Linked DNA regions of Sus scrofa: region 1 is linked to region 2. The links are chromatin contacts, called in public Hi-C maps. All regions are on one chromosome and are shown on one strand. The core of a region is the stretch at or near the end of the contact, and the rest is flanking DNA. Distances in the headings are between cores, read along the strand shown.

What was found. A called contact is a pair of places that touch in the nucleus more often than the background predicts.
Region 1: a contact with region 2 is called in a Hi-C map of fetal heart ventricle, with 3 times the contacts expected there. A contact is called at or near these places in 1 of 47 Hi-C or Micro-C datasets (fetal heart ventricle) and 1 of 2 datasets of targeted methods (alveolar macrophages).

Annotation. Positions count from the first base shown.
Region 1 is chr4:125,369,808-125,373,403 of Sscrofa11.1, forward strand. No RefSeq gene overlaps it. Among named protein-coding and RNA genes, the nearest start is that of CDC7, 88 kb to the right of the region's middle.
Region 2 is chr4:125,191,013-125,194,562 of Sscrofa11.1, forward strand. All of the region lies in intron 1 of TGFBR3 (transforming growth factor, beta receptor III), which reads left to right. Among named protein-coding and RNA genes, the nearest start is that of TGFBR3, 55 kb to the left of the region's middle.

The sequences.
Region 1 (3,596 bases), core at 139-2,638, 180 kb after region 2:
CTGCCAGCCCCCTTTCCCAAGCAGCTGAAAGATGTCGCGTTCTCCCCAGCCGTGTACAGAAGTTCCATTACTCTGCCTCCTCACCAGCACTTCGGGTTGTGTTTTGTGTTTTAGCCATCACTCAGAGGTGTGGAGGGGAGTCCCTCTGTGGCTGTCATCGGCATTGCCCTAATGACTAATGTCTCTGAGCATCTTTCGTGCCGGTCTGCCATTCTCCCGTCTTTGGGTTAAAGATCAGCTCGCATCCATGAAAGTGACCTGGTCAGAGTTATGCTCTGGGAAGAGGATCCTGGCGGCAGAGCGCTGTCTTGTTATGTGTTGAATGAGGCCCAGTTGCACCTGCCTCTCCTGGGTGTTTATTAGAAAGGCAGCGCCTCGGCCCCAGCTCCAGGAGATCTCTAGGGGGTTTGTATGCATGTTAAGACTTTGAGCAGCACTAAATTGAAGGAAAAATAAAAGCAGGGGCTAATTTAAGAAGCTGCTGCGACACAGAGACCTCAGGGAGGCTGAGCCTCCGGAAGGCTAAGGAAAGAGTCCACGTGTGTCTTGCTGACCCGCCTGAAACCTGGGTCAGGGTTTGAGCGCCTGTCTGTCTCTTCCCTGGGTGCCCCCGCTGGCTGGAGGCCCACGTGGCAGCGAAGAGGGTGTTCACAGGAAAACAGTCTCCTGGGATCCCAGACACATCCCCCAGGCCTCCCGTGTCGGCCTGTGGGACCGAAGTGCAGGGAGGAGGCTGTGGTGTCAGAAAGCGGAACAGGATCCCGTTGCTCCAGCCAACACTGACAGCCCTCTGTGCGGGCACCTGGGCAGGGCTCAGCCCTCAGCTAAGAGTTCACAGTCTCGGGGGTGGGGGGGTGGGTAGACAGACGCAGCTGGCACTAGGCGTGGTAAGAGTCATAGCAGAGACACAGAGAAAATCCTGGATGAGCCCAGAGAAGGGAGAGACTGATGGGGTGGAGGTTGGAGGAAGGGCAGAAGGAGGCGGAAAGAGTTAACAGCTGATGTGGGATTTAGAATCTTAAATTAATAGCTAACATTTCCGGAGCAGTGGCCATGTGCCAGACCCTGTATTTTGGAGATGATTGCCTTGAACCGCCCCCCAGAGCCCCATGGGCAGAGACTGTCTTAGCCCCATGATGGATAAAGTATCACGGGCATGGGATCCAGGAACCGGCCCGGGGACCACAGTGTGATTCCCACTCTGCCTGGCTCCGAAGTTCGCATCCTTAACTGACCATGCATGCACCGGGAGCCTGGCCTGGAGAACCCCAGGGGGACAGATGCAGAAACCCGTCCCTGGCCCCAGCAGCTCCCCATCCTCAGCCCGGCCCCAACGCTGCCCAGCAGGACTGAAGACAGTGAACAGATGGCTGGACCACGGCTCCTGGCTGCCTGCGGAAGACTGGGCCTCGGGCGGGGGGGGCCCTGCATCTCCCCGTCGCTGGGGAGCTGCACCACGGTCAGCCTCGGCTCCAGCCACGGCCTCGCCCCGCAGCCAGGGCTGGACAGTATCAAAGGCTTGGCTCTGTTCGATCCCACGTGACGGTGGATTTCTCTTCTATCTGAGGAGATAACGCCAAAGGCAGGCTCTTGGTGTTTCTCAGCCTCACCTGACAGCCTGGAGGCCTGGGCCTTGTGCAGATCTCCAAAAAGGAACTGCTACAGTTGTGAGACGTAAACCTGGAGATGCCCGCTAGCCACGACCCTTGGCATGTCTCTGTCAAGGCCTCATGCCCCTCGAGGAAAGCTGCTTGGGTGCAAGGACACAGAGCCCGTTATGTCAAGGCCTTCCTGCCACGCTGGCCCGCCATGGGCACTCAGGAGGTGTTGGTTGTGCTGACTGCTGAGGAGGCTGGAGCTCACGGGGGTCTGGCATGCAGACCCTGGAGCCAGGCTGCGGGCTGGATCCCGTCTCTGCCACTCACTAGCTGTGCGACGTCAGGCAAGTTACTTAAGTTCTCTGGGCCTTCGTTTCCTCTGTGAGTTGGAGATAATAGTCCCTCCTCCTAGGGGTGTCATGAGGCTTAACTGAGTCGTCACCAGTTAAGAGCTTAGAAGGGGATCTAGCCCATAGTAAGCACCCAGTAACACGCGTCATGGAAGAATTGGAAGAAGGCTGTCTCTGGAACTCGCCCTGGGTGGAAGCCTCCGCTCCCGCCCCTTCTTGCTATAACGTCAAGCAAAGAGCTGAGCCTGAGCTTCAGCCTCCACATCTGAAAAAATAAGGACGATAACACCTGCCCCGGAGGATGAGGCAGAGGAGGAAAAGGGTGACCCAAGCAGGGTGTGCAGCACCCACCCAGAGGGAGCCGGCTCTCATTGTCTGGTTTCTTTTTCTTTTCTCTTTTCCTTTGTTTTTTTCCTTTTTCTTTTCTTTTCCTTTTTCTTTTTCTTTTTGGCCATTCTGCGGCACATGGATGTTTCTAGGCCAGGGATCAAACCCGAGCCACAGCAGTGACCCAAGCCGCTGTAGTGATGACACTGGGTCCTTAATCTGCTTCACCACCAGGGACTATGTCATCGTTTGGTTTCTTTCTTTTCTTCCTCTTTTTTTTTTTTTTTTTTTTTTTTGGTTTTTAGGGCCACACCCGCGGCATATGGAAGTTCCTAGGCTAGGGGTTGAATCAGAGCTGCAGCTGCCAGTCTACACCACAGACACACCAACTCAGGATCCAATCTGTGTCTGTGACCTACACCGCAGCTCAGGGCAATGCCAGATCCTTAACCCACGGAGGCAGACCAGGGATCGAACCTGTGTCCTCATGGATGCTAGTCAGACTCATTATTGCTGAGTCATGACGGGACTGTCTCCATCATTTGGCTTCTTGAGTCTCATGTCCACTGATCGGAGGGTGAGAGGCTGTGACTGCCCGGCCTGGCCGGGTGCCTTCGGCCAGCTGGGGTAGGGCTGTGCGGCAACCGAAGGTCATGGGCACCCGGGCAGCGGGCATCCAGAGAGAACCTGCCACTTGTAGGGCAGAACCAGCCAGACCCAAGGGGGAGGCCTGAGGAAGGCTGAGCAAAATTACCCCATTCCAGAGCTTCAGCACTGAAAGGGTGGCAGCCGCAAGGCCCCAAAGGAGGGGAGGGCGGACTTGATGGCTCAGGGTCAGAACCTCTGTGCCCTCCGCCCTCGGCCACGTGCCTTTCAGGCTCCGTACAGGCCAATCCGTGTCCTCCGCTACTGCTGGGCTGGAGCACTCAGCAAAGTCCGCAGACAGCGTGCGCGGTCAGAGCGCTTCCCGCACTGGGGTCAAGTACGAGGGCGAGGAGAACTAAGAGGCCAAGGTCAGCTGAAGGTCAGTGGAGGGATCCCTTGGGGTGGCCAAGGGCACGGGCTGCCGGGTTTCTGCGCCGTCGGCCTTGGGCGGATGGTCTAAGGAGCCTCTTATCACCTTGGCCTTTCAAAACGTCCCTGCTGCGGCCACTGCCATGGGACTCCTTTGACTCCTTTGGGTACAGCCTTCGTGAGTCCCTGGTGAGGGGGCGCACAGGAGGGGCATGGAGCTGACTCCAGAGACGTGGGCAGCGCAGGGTCACAGAGGATCCTGACCTCTGACCTGCGGGCAACAGGCAGCCAGGGATGAACTCGAGGC
Region 2 (3,550 bases), core at 684-3,183:
CACAACTCCTTCCTTCCTTAAGAAACTTCTTAGAAATTTCATATATCACCTCCGGTTATATCTTATTAGCCAGAATTTGGTCACATTGCCATACCTCGCGGCAAGCATTAGCTAGAACTTCCAGAACAGTGTTGAAAAGAAGTGGTAAGAGGGGGTGTCCTTATCTTGTTGATCTTAGTGAGAAAACTTTTAGTTTCTCACCATTAAGTATGACGTTAGCTGTGGGATTTTTTTGTACACATCCTTTATCTGGTTAAGGAAGTTCCCATCTATTCCTAATTTGCTAAGAGGTTTTATCATGAATAACTGTTTAGATTTTGTAAAATGCCTTTTCTGCTTCTATTGACATGTTGATATGATTTTTCTTCTCGCTTTTCTTCTTTTAGTCAGGTGGTGAGATGGATTACAGTGATTGATTTTCAAGTCAAAAATGTTGCATACTTGGAGTAAATCCCAGTTGATTGTGGTGTGATTGCTTGTCTACATTGTTGGATTAAGTTTGCTGATATTTCGTTGAGGATTTTTGCATCTGTGTTCATGAGAGATATTGGTCTCTGGTTTTCTTAGAGTGTCTTTGTCTGCTTTTGGTACTAGGGTAATGAGGTAGAATAAGTTAAGAAGGATTCCCTGTGCTGCTGCTGTCTCATGAAAGAGGGTGAAGAGGGTGGGTGTAATTTCTTCCTTAAATGTTAGGTGGAATTCACCAGTGAGTCCATCTGGGGCCAGCATTTTTTAACGAAAAATTTCACCTTACAGAGATCCAGATCTGAGTCTGAGGCCTTGGGTGACTGGGGGAACCTAGGAAGAATCAAGTTCATTGAAGTTGCTGTCCTGTGCTTTAAAATGGGGTTGAGACATCATCTTGTGGGGCTGTTGGAAGGATACACAGCACCTAGCACTGCCCGGCCTAGAGCGAGCACTTAACGGGAGCTGTGTGTGTGTGTGTTTATGACTTCCTAGACCAGATGGACATTGTGTGTTGAACTGGTGAAGGCACCCTTTCTTCTCTACCCTTGGAGGGTGGGGGGCTAGTTCCTGATTTCCCCTCCCCTTCCTTTTGCTTTCCTTCCTTTTCCTCGTCTTCTCCTTGCTCATCTTCCCCCCTTTCCCTTTCTTCTCCTTCTTCTCTTTCGTCTTTGGCTTCACCTTTTTGGCTCGAGGATGTATTAATCACATGTTATTACGGCTTTTTTCTTTTTTAAACTTGGAGGAGAAGAATGCCCTAAGGAGCCTCAAAGCCCAGCCCTATGCTGTGTCTGAGGGTCCAGGGCTCCCTGTACTGAGGGTGTGTAACACCCGCCCCAGGGGGGCTCTGTGAAGTGTGGCTGTTGTTTCACCTGATCAGAGTGTGCTCTGTGCCTTGCTCTCTCTCCTTTGACCTTGGACCCTGCCTCCTAACTCATGGCTGGTGCTGCAGCTCGTGAAGTGGGCTGTGTCCTGTCTTGGACCCTGGTAGGACAGAGAACAGAGACTCTTAAGGCAAAGAGCACGTGTCTTCAGCTGGGGCAGCCCCTCTCTGCTTCTCTCCCTCTTTGGGGAAGACCTGATGCTCTGGTTAGTTACCAGTGAGTTTGTGCTCTCGCCCAGTGTGGAGATGAGGGATGTGGGGCCTTATGGGAGACCCTGGTGGGTGCTGGTGGCATATAAGGCAGATTGCCAGCCCTGTGCAGGTGTGCTTTGGGCAGCTCTCCAGCCCTGTCAGAGCTTCGCACCTACATACAGAAATGAAAGTGAAAAGTGTTTTTGTTTGTGCTTAATTTGTGACAAAGACGAATTCGTGGCAGGAGGCTGTGAGGCAGGTCAGGAGGGCCTCCTGGTGTGGGAGCAGTCGCCCCTGCTCATCCCGGAGCCAAGGAGGAGCAGGGGACGATTCCTGGAGCTCTGCGGTGGGGACTACATCCGGCGTCTGACTGCGGCTGGTGAGGGCAGGAGGGTGGCGGGGGACCCGCTCGGGGACTCCAGGGACCCCTGTGTCCGGTACCTTCTGCCTTCCCCTCAGAGAGCAGCTGGGCACGGGAGGGCGGTGCGGAGGGTGGCAGTGACTCTTTGAGAAGGCACACACTTCGTTTCAGACCAGCTGACTGTTATCAGCCTAGATAATTTCCCTGAGTTCTGAAATAGACTTGGCACACCGGGCAGGCTGTCTGCTTATAGGACCGCAGTGCGGCGGCAGGAGTGCCTGCTTGTGACCTGTGTTTGCATTTGCAACTCGGGCTGTCATCCTGGAGGGACTTGTCTTGTGTAGACGTCAGGAGGAACCAACTGGAGTGCATTCAGGCCTTTGATCGGCTTTCATCTGGAAGGCTGTGGTTGAGAATATGCCATGGTGTTCTGTCTCCAGGGCGCGATGGGGACAATACCAAGCTTACAGAGGTGTGTGAGGTTTAAGTGTCGCCACTTCCTTCTTGTTTCTGGATGGCCCTCTATCAGTTCAGCTAATGGACATCCCATTACTGTCCAGTCTGTCTCCCACGTTAGCTCCTCACAACCAAATCCAGGTCCCTAATCACCAATCAGAAAGGGGGCATTTTTTTTTTTTTTAAAGCTCAATGATTTTTTGAGCATCTCGTGCAGGTGGGGCGCTCTGGTGGGTGCTTGAGGATACAGAGAGAGTGACCCAGAGCTCCCAAGGAGCTCACACTGGACTGGCAAAGACAGACATGTGCACTGGTGGTTACAGTGCAGAAAATGCGACAGCAGAGGGGGCAGAGACGTTACAGGGGACAGAGGAAGGGGTGTTGGTTATAGGCGTGGAGAAAGAGCAGGAAAGGCTTTGGGAAAAAGGAAACAAGCTTGGATGAAGACATGGAGTTGAAACCTTTAAGCCACTTGGGCTTTGCTGGAGGCGGGAGGGCTGAGGCCAAGAGACAGGATGATCAAGAAAGGCCTTGTGGGAGTTCCCGTCGTGGCACAGTGGTTGACGAGTCTGACTAGGAACCATGGGGTTGCGGGTTCGATCCCTGGCCTTGCTCAGTGGGTTGGGGATCCAGCATTGCTGTGAGCTGTGGTGTAGGTTTTAGACGCGGCTCAGATCCTGTGTTGCTATGGCTGTGGCAAAGGCCGGCAGCTGCAGCTCCAAGTAGACCCCTGGCCTGAGAACCTCCATATGCCATGGAAGTGGCCCTAGAAAAGGCAAAAAGACCAAAAAAAAAAAAAAAAAAGAAAGGCCTTGTGTACCAGGCTAAGGCACAGGCTTTATTCACGGGCCACGTGCCCAGAGATGGGAGGCGTAGGACTTGGCATTTGGAATAACCCTTCAGTGAGGACCACCCCGCGTTAGGTGAAGGCAGTTGTAGGACTTGAGACCAGAGACGCCTTTTAGGAAGCTCTGCAGTCGTCCAGGGACAGAGACAGTGAGGGCGGATGGAAGTAGAGTCGGGGGTGGGGGGATGGCTGGATTTGGGATTGCAGTTCTGGTTGATTAGAGGGAGGGAGAATGAGCAAGCAGGAGGTGGGTATGACCAGGCCTCTACTCTTTGTGAGGCTCTGCTCATGTCCTGCCCCTCTCGGCGGGGGGGGGGGGGGGTCTTTCTGTCCACGCCCCAACTGC